2 separate regions of the Canis lupus genome follow, and region 2 is linked to region 1. A link is a contact called in public Hi-C data. All regions are on one chromosome and are shown on one strand. The core of a region is the stretch at or near the end of the contact, and the rest is flanking DNA. Distances in the headings are between cores, read along the strand shown.

The links. A called contact is a pair of places that touch in the nucleus more often than the background predicts.
Region 2: a Hi-C map of blood shows a contact between it and region 1, with 1.9 times the contacts expected there. The contact joins the promoter of U2SURP here to the promoter of TRPC1 in region 1. A contact is called at or near these places in 2 of 9 Hi-C or Micro-C datasets (amygdala and blood).

The regions. Positions count from the first base shown.
Region 1 is chr23:38,883,374-38,889,564 of UU_Cfam_GSD_1.0, reverse strand. TRPC1 (short transient receptor potential channel 1) reads right to left here and starts at 4,617. Exons shown (of 13, transcript XM_038571110.1): 1 at 4,348-4,617. The coding sequence starts at 4,522. LOC102156734 (a long non-coding RNA gene) reads left to right here and starts at 5,077. Exons shown (of 3, transcript XR_005377106.1): 1 at 5,077-5,199.
Region 2 is chr23:39,129,729-39,135,210 of UU_Cfam_GSD_1.0, reverse strand. U2SURP (U2 snRNP-associated SURP motif-containing protein) reads right to left here and starts at 4,229. Exons shown (of 28, transcript XM_038571119.1): 1 at 4,085-4,229. The coding sequence starts at 4,129. It overlaps LOC102151264 (a long non-coding RNA gene), which reads left to right and starts at 3,612. Exons shown (of 3, transcript XR_005377111.1): 1 at 3,612-4,468; 2 at 4,639-4,778.

The sequences.
Region 1 (6,191 bases), core at 3,368-5,867:
AAAGATTTTATTATTAAAAGGAAAAAGAATAACAAAGTAAAAAAATACAAAGATAACAAATTTAGTGCTGGACTATAAATACAAATAGTGACAATACTGATTAAAAATGTTAACTCTATACTAAATTTAAATAGTTTGAATCAAATTCTAAAAAGAAAAAAAAATACAACTTTTATAGTGAAGATGATTTAAAAACATAGTTTTACCCAAATGTGCAAAAAGCCCAGTATTTCTCATAAACCCCAATGTTTTATAATCAGTTATAAGTGAAACCTTAAAAATGAAAGATAATCAGAAACATGGTATGTTTGAATATTTTTGAAAAAACATGACAATTATTACTATAACTTCTTAGTCATTTATGACTGTTATTGAAGACTATTCATGATAATGAATATCATCTGGCAAAGGAGCAAAGATTCACTCTGCTGTAGGAAAAAATTATACTTACAGCATAGAAGGTGATGCTTTTTTTCATAGTAAATTAGTTGACAAATTAAAAACTATTAACAGTATATTCCTGTATCTATTAGAAAAAAATTAGAGGCAATGTTTATTTTGTAATTAGTCTATGACTTGAGATCCAATTCAGTGATGTTGTAAATTGTATAAAATTTTAGTTTATATCCTTTATCAGTTTACATAAAAACTTTAGTTTACATCAAATAAATGGGACTTTTAAAAAGTCCCATTAAATATATTAAGTAAGGTGTTATTAAAATGGTAGCTTAAAAAAAAATTGCAGCTTAGTATTACTTCTCCCAGATGCGCTGCTCATTTTAAAAGCATGCTTAGCCCAAAGGTATACAAAGTTCATGCAGGAAATCAAACACCCTCCCACACAATACAGCAAATCATACTACAAAGATGCTTTAAGACTTTAGATTGGGCCTAGGGCAGCTCTCTCCATCCCTCCTGGTCCCCCTGCTGAAATTTCAAAAAGAGCATCCTGACTTATTAATTGCAAATAGAATTTCCTGAAAAATGCCCTTCATAGAGAGTTGGCAGGGCCTAAATCCAGACTAAATCCTTTCATCATTTCCTTTTTCTGCACAAGAACGGACCATCGGCGAAGGGTTAATATAGGTTTAGCTCATGAATGTACACTAAAAGCTACCATCTATGAAAAGGGGTGAATTAACATGAACTATACTTAGTTCAAGGGCTCTCTAAACAAATATATTAACTCTTTCTTCACCCAGCAGGCCTGAATAAACCACAGGCTCCCACAAATAAATATGGCTCATTATCATATTAATTCACAACAAGAGAGGAAAGAGGTGGGTGATAAGAACCCTGCTGAATATTTCATAAAACAGCCAGCTCTTCTTTCAGTTATCTTTTACCTCTGAGTTGCAGTGTTCTAGGTTTATAAAGAATATGAATGTGCTTTCTGAGAATTTTACTTGGGTGGGGGCAGAGAACATAACTTGATTGTCACTGGTATAGGAACTTTCACTTTTTCCTCCAAATTTTATACAAAGAAAAGAACCAATGATACGTGATTCTGACCTACTTCAAGATAACAGCCACTATTAAGTAGCCACTACCAGGAGATCAGCACTTGCCTAGATCTATCGAGCTCATTTTTCAGAAAAGCTAGCTATACAAACAATAAAATCAAACATAAAATCTTTTTCTTTCCTACTTTTTTTCTTTACTTACCCCTTTATCTACACACACCCATCCACTAACATACGCATACTTTATCTCCATAATTTTTGCTTTAGGAACTCTCCCTAAATGGAAATATATTAGAATGTACATGTACAGTATGATTGCTAAATGAAAGGATGAGAAACATAGATATTCTAGTGTGGATTTGTTCTAGTGCTATTAAAGCTTTTTACTTTTATTGGATAAATATAATCCACAGAATCAAGATTTACAAAGCATTCATAGAGTGTATAGAGTTTAATCTCCAAATAATAAATCCAAATTTGGATGTGTTTTTTCTAACACAAATGATTTTCATTCATTCAACTACAACTAGATCAGTATAACATAGTGGCTAAGAGTACAGGCTCAAGATAGATCTGAGTTCTACCACAACCTAGCTAATGTAACCTTGAGCAAAGTGATTTTAAAATTTTGCCTAACCTCATTTTCCTCATTTGTAAAATAAGTATAACAACAGATCTGGCTTATGGGGTTGTCAGGATAAAATGAAATCTATGAAAAGCATACACACTCTACCCTAATGGCTGTTTTTAGCAAATGTTTGTCATTTGGTTTGATGAATGCTCCAATGTAATAGTGGAAGCTACAGCTACTTCAAGAAACTTCTCACTTTTAGATTAAAAGTGAAATACACAAAAAAAGGCTTAACAATATTAGTGAATACAGATAGGTAAGCAAACAAAAATACTGCTATAATTCAAATTTATTTTTTCAATCTAAAGGTATACCATAAATATGTAATTTAAGCTATTTCTTCAAATCTAAGCTGAGAATTCATTTCAACATACCTGCAAGAGAAAATATCTATTTAATCTCACTCATTAAAAATTTTTTAATTTATGGAAGGGCAAAAAAAAAAAATGCATATTTACTTTCCACCCCACCTCCAAAAGGTAAACCTCTCCAAGGATCTTAATGATGTTAGAAAATGGGAAACTGATGAATAGGAAGCTATTCCAACTGACACTAGTAGGTAGACTACAAAACTATCATAGATTAAAACTTTCATTTGACTTAGATTATGCAACAATTCTAAATATACGTGCCATACAAGTACTCTCTCCAACCACATTCCACTATGACATTCCTCTGTCCTCAGTTTGACGGCAATATTAAATTCCCTTTCTTGACATACTTTCTGTTTGCTTTAAAATAATCACAGCTGAGTACGCTGGGGTAGATGGAGCAGCCACTTACTCATTCTAGTACAACACAACCTTGTCCCTTCTCCTCTCAGAGAGTTTTTGAGGGAAGAGAACTCAGATAATTCAGGTCAGTAATATTAAGTAATTTTATGTAATCCACAGACAGTGACTTTTGTGAGGGTATAAACATATTCTGGTTCTTAAATTCTAAGACTAATCAAAGTTGTGCCCAGGCTGGACTTTATTTAACAAAGGCTTTTATATTATAACTTAATTCTTTTACATAAGAATATAAAAGTGTCTAACAACAGACATAGGTGGACTGTTTATATGTTAATGTGTTTTCAAAAAGTTGTGTGGATAAAATCCTATTTCAAAAGCAGTAAGAGAGGTTAGAGAGGCTGTGATTTATTAAAAACACATACATACAGACAAAAAAATCCTCTGTACTTAATCTTTTCAGTGTAAGTCGCCCTTTGGGTTTATATTTGGAAGTTGGCAGGATCCTGAACAGAGTATTCCTAAGTGAGCATGGCCACTGTAAGGCAACTTAAGAACTTCAGAAAGAGGAAAATTACAGCATTTTCTTACATGTGGGAAATAAAAGCCGTCTTAGGGCAATCAATTTCCCATTCCTTTTATGATATGCATCAACAGAAAGCATGCTTAAGTGAAGAGATTTTATTATGGCCATAAAAGTGATTGATTTCTAGTTGTTGTTGGGTTTTTTTCGGGGGTGGGGGGAGAAAAACACATTAAATACATTCCACAGTTTTGCCCTGTAATTGTCTTTTGCATGACCATTTTTTTCCCCCAGAGTAGGCTCGGGAGCAATAAACCTTCTTCTCCAATGAAATGCACGAACTAACTTCCCAAAATTAAAAAGTAAAAATAAAAATAAAAAAGTTTGGTCACTACGGCATGATTTCTCCAGTCCTATCTTTCTCTCCTCCTAGGACACTGACCTCACCTAACCCCATTCAACAGTCATTGGACACCAAGGCAATGGGTGACTGGAGCTAATAATACGAGTGCGGGGTTAAAGAAAATGAAAAAGAGAAACCAGGTGGGAGCCCAGGAACACGAGGAGCCTTGAGCAAGGTCACGGAATTTTAGAACTAGAAGGTCCCAAAGTACACGAACCCTCTGCGATCCCAGAAAGAAAAGAAAAGCAAAGCAAAGCAGCTCTGCGAGGGAGCCCAGGTCCTGGAGAGGCGGACGCTCAGCACCCCAAGGTCTGGATCAGCGAGTCGCTACCTAAACGCTCGACCCCACGGCGGGGGCCACGGCCGGACGAGCCGCCCCAGGTGCGGCGCCCCGAGGGCTGCCCTCCGGCTGCTCCCGCCCGCCGGCTCCACACTCCCGGGGCAGAGGCGGTGCCGGGCCCGGGAGAGACCGCGGGCCAGGCGGGTGCAGGCGCTCGGCGCGGGAGGACAGCGCGCCCCGCGGGGAGGCTGGGGAGAGGGCGAAGGGTGCGCAGGGCAGGGGCGCCCACCAGTGGAGGAAGGGGCCTAGCTCTCACCCTTGTCGCACGCCAGCAAGAAAAGCTTCTCATTCAGGGTGTTCTCCTCCTTCACCTCCCGCACATCCTTCAGCGCCATCACCTCGTTCGGCGACGAAGAGGAGGATGGGGAGGAAGGGAGGGAGGAGGAGGAGGCGCCCGAGAGGTCCGTGCTCGGGTACAGGGCCGCCATCATCGCGGCCCATGAAGGGGGCAGGCCAGGAGACGGGGGCGGGGCCCCCGCCAGCCCCGACCCCGACCCCAGCCCCGCCCCAGGGCTGGAAAAGGGATGAGTCGTTCCCACGGCCGCCTCCGCGCGCGGCCCGTTGGCCCCGAAGGGCGTCGCCTCCCCTCGGAGCCAGCACTCGCCCTCCACTGACAGCCCCAGATTGGTGGCGGCGCATGCGCGGCCCCGGGGCCAGCGCCCCCTCCCCAGCCGCCGGCGCCCGGGCCGAGCCGGTCCGCGCCCCTCCGGGGACGACAGAGTGGCGCGCGCCAGGGCGGCAGCCGAGCGCGGGGCCGTGCCAGGAGCCGCAGGGGCCGCGCTGGGGGCGGCCCGGCCCGGGAGGAGGACGAGAGATCTGTGGGGAAGGAGCTCCGAGAGCGATTCTGCGCACGTCGGGCTCCCGCGCTGTGGGAACCGCCGGCCCAGCTGCGCCTGGAGATGTTCGCGACTCCCCTCACGTCATCTTCCGCTCCGCTGCAGCGACGACACCGGGGCGGGCTCGGCGGTGGGCGGGGCCGCCCGGGGGCGGGGCCTGCGTGTGCCACGCCCCCCGTTCCCCGCGGGCCGGCCGCGACCTGAGAGGCTGACGGTTGCCGAGGGCTAGGTGAGCGGTGCGTGCGTCTCCACAGCCGGCTTGCCGCCGTCAGGTAACTCCCCTGCGGCCTCCTGCTGCATAACAACACGCACCGGCTCGGTGACTTGAAACTCTGACGACCTAACGTTTAGTCGAATCCCCTGTGGAATCGTCTTAATGGTTTCGCGTTTGTGTCCTTTAGGCAAAGCAGAAAGGAGGGGACCCTGGCCCCGCAGTACACTTAGGCTGGGGTGTGTGTGCGTTTGGGGCCAGCTGTGCCGATTTCCAGCCCTTTTTTTTTTTTTTCAACAACTTGTTTGGTGATGTAAAATTGGCACGACTGTCATACATTTATTCGCATGTAATTCAGGTGCACCGACGTGTGTAAGTAACCGCTGGATAAGCACATTTTAAGAATCTAACTACAGTCATTCCGGCGGTGTCTTCACATTTATAAATTTGATTTTATAAGATGTGTGTTAGGCAAACGCTAACTGAGGCACAGGATGACTTCCTTGAATAGTTTTTTTTAAAGCAAGCTTTTATTTAAAGCAGATTCCTGCACCTTTAAAAGCTAGGAGGTAAAGCTGCAACTTCTATCTTGAATACTTAACTGCTTTCCACAAGAACGATACAAAAATCAAAATTGTGCCCTCAGTGCTTTAGGTTTTAAAAGGCAATACAAAAATTTACGTCAGAATATCTTATATTTGAGGGAAGTAAATACTTCCTATTCGGGTTGATTTATTCTATCTCTGTTCTTGCCAGCACGAACTCCCAAATATCCCAAATATGTCTTTCTCATCATTCAAAGTCTTCTTTGGATTTTTTTTCTTAAAGATTTTTATTTATTTATTCATGAGAGACACAGAGAGAGAGAGAGAGGCAGAGACACAGGAAGAGGGAGAAGCAGGCTGCATGCAGGGAGCCTGATGTGGGACTCGATACTGGGACCCCAGGATCAGGCCCTGGGCCCAGCCCTGGAGGGAAGGCAGGCACTAAGCCGCAGAGTCACCCAGAGATCCCCAGTCCTCTCTAGATCTTAAGAGGCCTTAAGTAGATGAC
Region 2 (5,482 bases), core at 2,980-5,479, 250 kb before region 1:
CATAAAAAAGTGGTAGAGAAGCAGGAGTCTTCAACTTGCACACCAGATGAACCCCCTCTTTCATATGCCACAAAGGAAAATGAGAATCTTCCATAGGGTTTACCTTCCAGAAAGAATAAACCTTCAGGAATAAAAATAAAAAAAATAAAAACTGCGCTTTCAGAAAACCAATCCAACAAGATAGGAAATTTTTAAAAACATCAAGTCATATTCAAGGAACAGTGCTACAAATACTCAAATTTCTAAGAGTATCAATCAACAGAAGTTGTAATTCCACTCTCCAACCAAAAAGACAACCTTCCACCCATAAAACTATCCACCTTATATTTTAAGATAAGGTTACAGTCACACCATAACAAATTTTCACTCAAAGCTGGAAACCATGAAGAACCTAATTTTCAAGATTTGTGTTTATTTAAATGTTACATATTTTCAGGTACCAACAAAAGAGTGTACACAAGCAGTAATAAATACCTAAGGATCACAAGCCTTGAATGTATCTTCATTTTACTTATTTCTTAAAAGTGAAATGTTTTTGTTAATCAGCAATTAAAACGGTTCCCTAACCAATTTAGCACTAACTGTCCAAAGCAGCCAGCACTCTCTTCTACCTGCTCGTAAATTTACCTAACCCAGTTTTTGACAATATGGCAAAAAAGAAACGCTGTCAGAGAGGGAAATAACAGGGCACGTATTGGGACGCCCAGGGGGCTCAGCGGTTGAGCGTCTTCCTTGGCTCAGGGCCTGATCCTGAGGCCCCAGATCGAGTCCTGCATCGGGTTCCCTGCATGGAGCCTGCTTCTCCTCTGCCTCTCATGAATAAATAAATAAATAAATAAAAATCTAAAACAAACAAACCAGGGCACATAATTCCATTATATTAGCAGTATAACCCACACAGGACATGCGGAAGTAAAGAAAATATCACATTCTCTTCATATCTTCATTTTGCTGTGCAAGCAAATAAAATTCTTAAAATCAAAATATTAATCTTTATAAATTAAATTCTAAGCAATTATGTTTAACAACTTTCTAAGGGAACAGTTATTATCTCTCTTCCCAAAATCAAAGCTACAACATGATACTAACAACCCTTTCCTCTAAAGCAATATTTCTGTCTGGTGATAAACAGAAATAAATGCATAGAAAATAATTATTATTAAGGCACATCAAATAATTTTGCCATCGTCAATTTAAAAAACTCTGCATATTGAACATTTTATTTTTTAATTTATTTTTAGTGAAGTACAATTGACATACAAAAAATTTGTTTCAGGTATACAACATAATGACTTAGTATCTGTACATATTACAAAATAATCACAATAAGCCTAATTAACATGTCACCACGCAGAAGTTTTTTTTCTTGTGATGAGAACTTTCAAAATCTCTTTGCAACTTTCAAATATGCAATACGGTATTATGAACTATAGTCACCATGCTGTACATTACATTCCCTGGTACGTTTTTAAAGTAATATTTTCCTCAATGTGTAGAACTATGATTAACAAACATCCCAACCTATGTCAATGGGAATTCAACTAACAAAAAAGAGCATGGGGGATCCCTGGGTGGCGCAGCGGTTTAGCGCCTGCCTTTGGCCCAGGGCGCGATCCTGGAGACCCGGGATCGAATCCCACGTCGGGCTCCCGGTGCATGGAGCCTGCTTCTCCCTCTGCCTGTGTCTCTGCCTCTCTCTCTCTCTCTCTCTCTCTCTCTCTCTCTGTGACTATCATAAATAAATAAAAATTAAAAAAAAAAAAAGAGCATGAAACTGAAGAATCTGTTCATTCCATCTGTATTGTAGAATGTCACTTATCTGCTCTCCAAGAAGAAGGAAAATCAAACCAGAGATCAAAGGCTAGAAATTCCAAATATTTGCCAAAATGATCTAATACTCCAATAAATTCTAGACTTTTATATGAGAAACAGAAAGCAGCAATCTGGGCAGTCATTATATGATAGTTAGAATGATAGAATCAAAGTCTTGATTCTAACTAAACCTTAGATTAGAATTTAACCAACATTTTGAAAAGTAAGCACTTTTTATTTCCTCTAAGGACAAAAAGGAGAGAGGAAAAAGGAACTAAGATTTATTATGTACTTTGTAGACATTAATTCGCTTAATCCTTACATCAACTCTGTAAAACAGAGATTACATCCATATTACAAACGAGAAAAGTGAAGCTCAAGAGTTTAAGCAACCTGCCTTAATATCGCAAATATACTTATCAATTCAAGATTTAAATCCAAATGTCTTTTGCTTGTTATCAAAATCCATAATCTTTAACTGCGTCATGCAGCCCTCCACATTAATGGAGAATATCACATTGGTATCATCTGAGTCCTGAGATACTGATTCCTTTTACAACATGAACTGTAAATAATACAGTTCTTAATAGCATGAACTGATGATAATCTAAAGCAATACACAAACCGAAAAGATTTATTACTGGAAGACCCAACAATTTACTTATAGGAACAGCCACACATTCAGGACCACCAGAGGTACTACTTTAGAAGGATGAACATGTACATTAAAATGTTTTCAATGTATCCAAGGCATCGAGTAGGAGATACTTAAAATATTACCTTGAGAAGAAACTAAAATTGCGCGGCTTATGCTCGAACTATTATGCGTGTAGTAGCTTTAGCAACGGTTCCCTAATAGCAGCAAGCAGGGCTGTTTTTGTAAATCTTTGAGAAAGTGGCCTGAGTGATGTACCCAACTATCCCCCTCCACGCCGGCGGATACAGTGCTGCAAAGGGAAGAAACTGACAAGGAGTAAAAAGCAGGGAGATAAAACAGCCGAAATTGACCCTCTACCATAGTTTCTACAAAATTAAAGGATGAGTGTGGTAAAGACATTACTGATTACAAACTAATTATGAACCACCATTCACAAAATGGCATAAAGGATGTGATTAGAAACTGACAAAGCTCTTATAAAATGGGTTGTTTCTCACAGCAAACTAGAGGTAGGGCTCGCCAGGTCCACCGTAAACCTAACTTCCTAATAACCGATTTAGGATCATACATGCTCTGCAAGATGTTAACAGCCCCTGGAACCTGGAGCGGTTATGCAACTTCCTGCACTAGTACCGAAAAAGCTTAAGAACTACCCCGGGCAGGATCTATTACTTGTAATATCGTCTTGGAGATGAGAAACTCAAAGAAGAAAAAAAAAAAAAAAAAAAAAAACTTAAGGACCGACCCAAGATGGCAACGAGGAAGACCTGATGCTGGCCACCCACCTAACCTACCGCTAAACTACTTCTACAGCTCAATGGTTTCTCAACACTTGCACATCGTTCCCTGTGGACTCAAAAATGAATTTAACAGTCGGTCTTAAGCGGCTTCTAAGGGCTTGGGTGGAACACACGACCTGGTGATGCAGGGGACCCCGAGTCCTTGAAAACCAACCCTCAAAAGAAGGGCTCGTTTGATACTTCCTCTTAAGTGAGATAAGACCACGTGTGGGGCGCAGCTTTAACCTTGGCGACGCGGCTCTTGCAGGCGAGAGCCGCTCCCGCCTCTGCACTTCCCGCACCTCGCGCGCCCCTCCACCCTCGGCCCTCCCCTCACGACTTGCAGCCCGAGCCGTCGTTATTTACTCCCCGGAGGGCAAGGGGGGAACCCGAGGGCGACCGGAAGCGTGGCGAGATCCAAAAAACCGTAGAACTGAGGGAAGGGAGGCAAACGCTCAGGCACCGGGAGGCGATTCCCGCCTCTCCCCAGGTGCTGTCCGGCGGCCTCAGGGCTCAACAAACAGGAACGCACGGGCGCGTTTTCGCGGCTTCGAACCTCAATCTAAATCCCTGGTTTCGCTCCAATGCCAAACGCAGGCCGAGCTACTCACGCCACCCAGCCCGGGCCCGCGGGTCTCGAGCCGAATCCAGCCTGGGACTGAGGGGAGATACCAGGCCTCTCAACCTGCGCACCACAGTGCGTCGGCGGCGGGGCCTACAGCCGTGACCAGAGCGCGGACCCCCATTCCAGGCTCCTCCGGCTGGCCAGAAGCGCCCGTAGGCTCCAGATGACAGCTATAAACTCACTGACTTACGAAGTCCTCTAAGAAATTACCTTCGAACTGGCCTTCTGAGATCCGCCTGGCGTTTTGTCCGCCATCTTGAGCTTTGCCCCTCCTTCGGCGGCCGCAGCAGCACGGGCGAGTCGAGCGCCGAGAGAGCGGATCTCGGCGGAGCCCGCCAGAGGCGCCTGCAAGACTGAGGAGTCGACTGCCGAGATAGGGAATGCGGGCGGAGCTGTGCCACGTGACTTCCGGTGTCAGCAATTTCCCCGGCCCAGACCGCTTTGCGCGATTTCCTGGGTGTTCCCGGGGCTCCGCCTTTCGTGCGGTTCTGGGATTTTGGAGCGTCTCCTCGTGCTGACCTTCAGGACCGGCTGAGGTTTCACTTGTTTCCCGGCGCCAGCCCCCGATAGGCGCGAGCCAGTTGAATTTCCTGGGTGAGGAGGGAAAGGATCCTTAGAGAAGATACGCGCTGGGTCCGGGGGCGGGGCGGGGGGGGTGTCCCGCGCTCAGCGGCCCAAGACGGGTTTTGCGACAGCCCCGGAGCTTAACCCCATAGCGCGCGAAAGGCGAACTCGCAACTTGCTCTACGTTACTTTTCGCATAGAACGGTGCCTGGAAAGTGGAGAAAAAGGAGCGTTTGACCCAACCTGAGAATCCAGCAGTGGAGTTTCCGATGGACTGTTCGGGGATCTGCAAAATGGGTACCTGCAGGGACGGAGAATGAGAGAAAATCATAAATAGACGGTATTCTAAATCTAGCGCACTTGAAAGCTCTGTGTCATTTAAAATCGCATTTCATGGTTTAGTATTGTTTTTTTTAAGATGTTATTTACTTATTCATGAGAGGCAGAAACACAGGCAGAGGGGGAAGCAGGCTCCACGCAGGGAGCCCGATGCAGGACTCGATCCCGGGGCTCCAGGATCACGCCCTGGGCTGAAGCTGGCGCTAAAGCTCTGAGCCATCCGAGCTGCCCTGTTTTCATTTTTAATCACACAAATGGAGGGGAGCACCGTAAGCTTTTCCGTACTTAGTACCTTTTTAAAGTTCTTAATAGGATCTGTATTCAAAGAAGGAACACTTGGGGTGCCTGGGTGACTGGGTTAAGCCGCTTCCGACTCTTGATCTCAGCATAGGTCTTAATATTATAGTTGTGAGTTCAGGCCCCGGAGATGGGCTCCACACTGGGCATGAAGACTACTTTAAAAAAGGCGGGGGGGGGGGGGGGGAGGGGGGAGGGGGACTTGCTTAAGAAGATCTTGCCTCAACTGAGCCAGGTAAGGAAAATGAAAAGGGCATTCCAGGTAAAGGGAATAGTTGAAATTAAAGCCTGGTGACGTGAATCATTACAGCCGGTGTGCAGTCACCATAAGCACTCAAGTTTTACAAGAAGGTATAGAGAGGGTCATGGCTAGAGAGATGGGTGGGAGTACGTTCACATAGGGCCCTG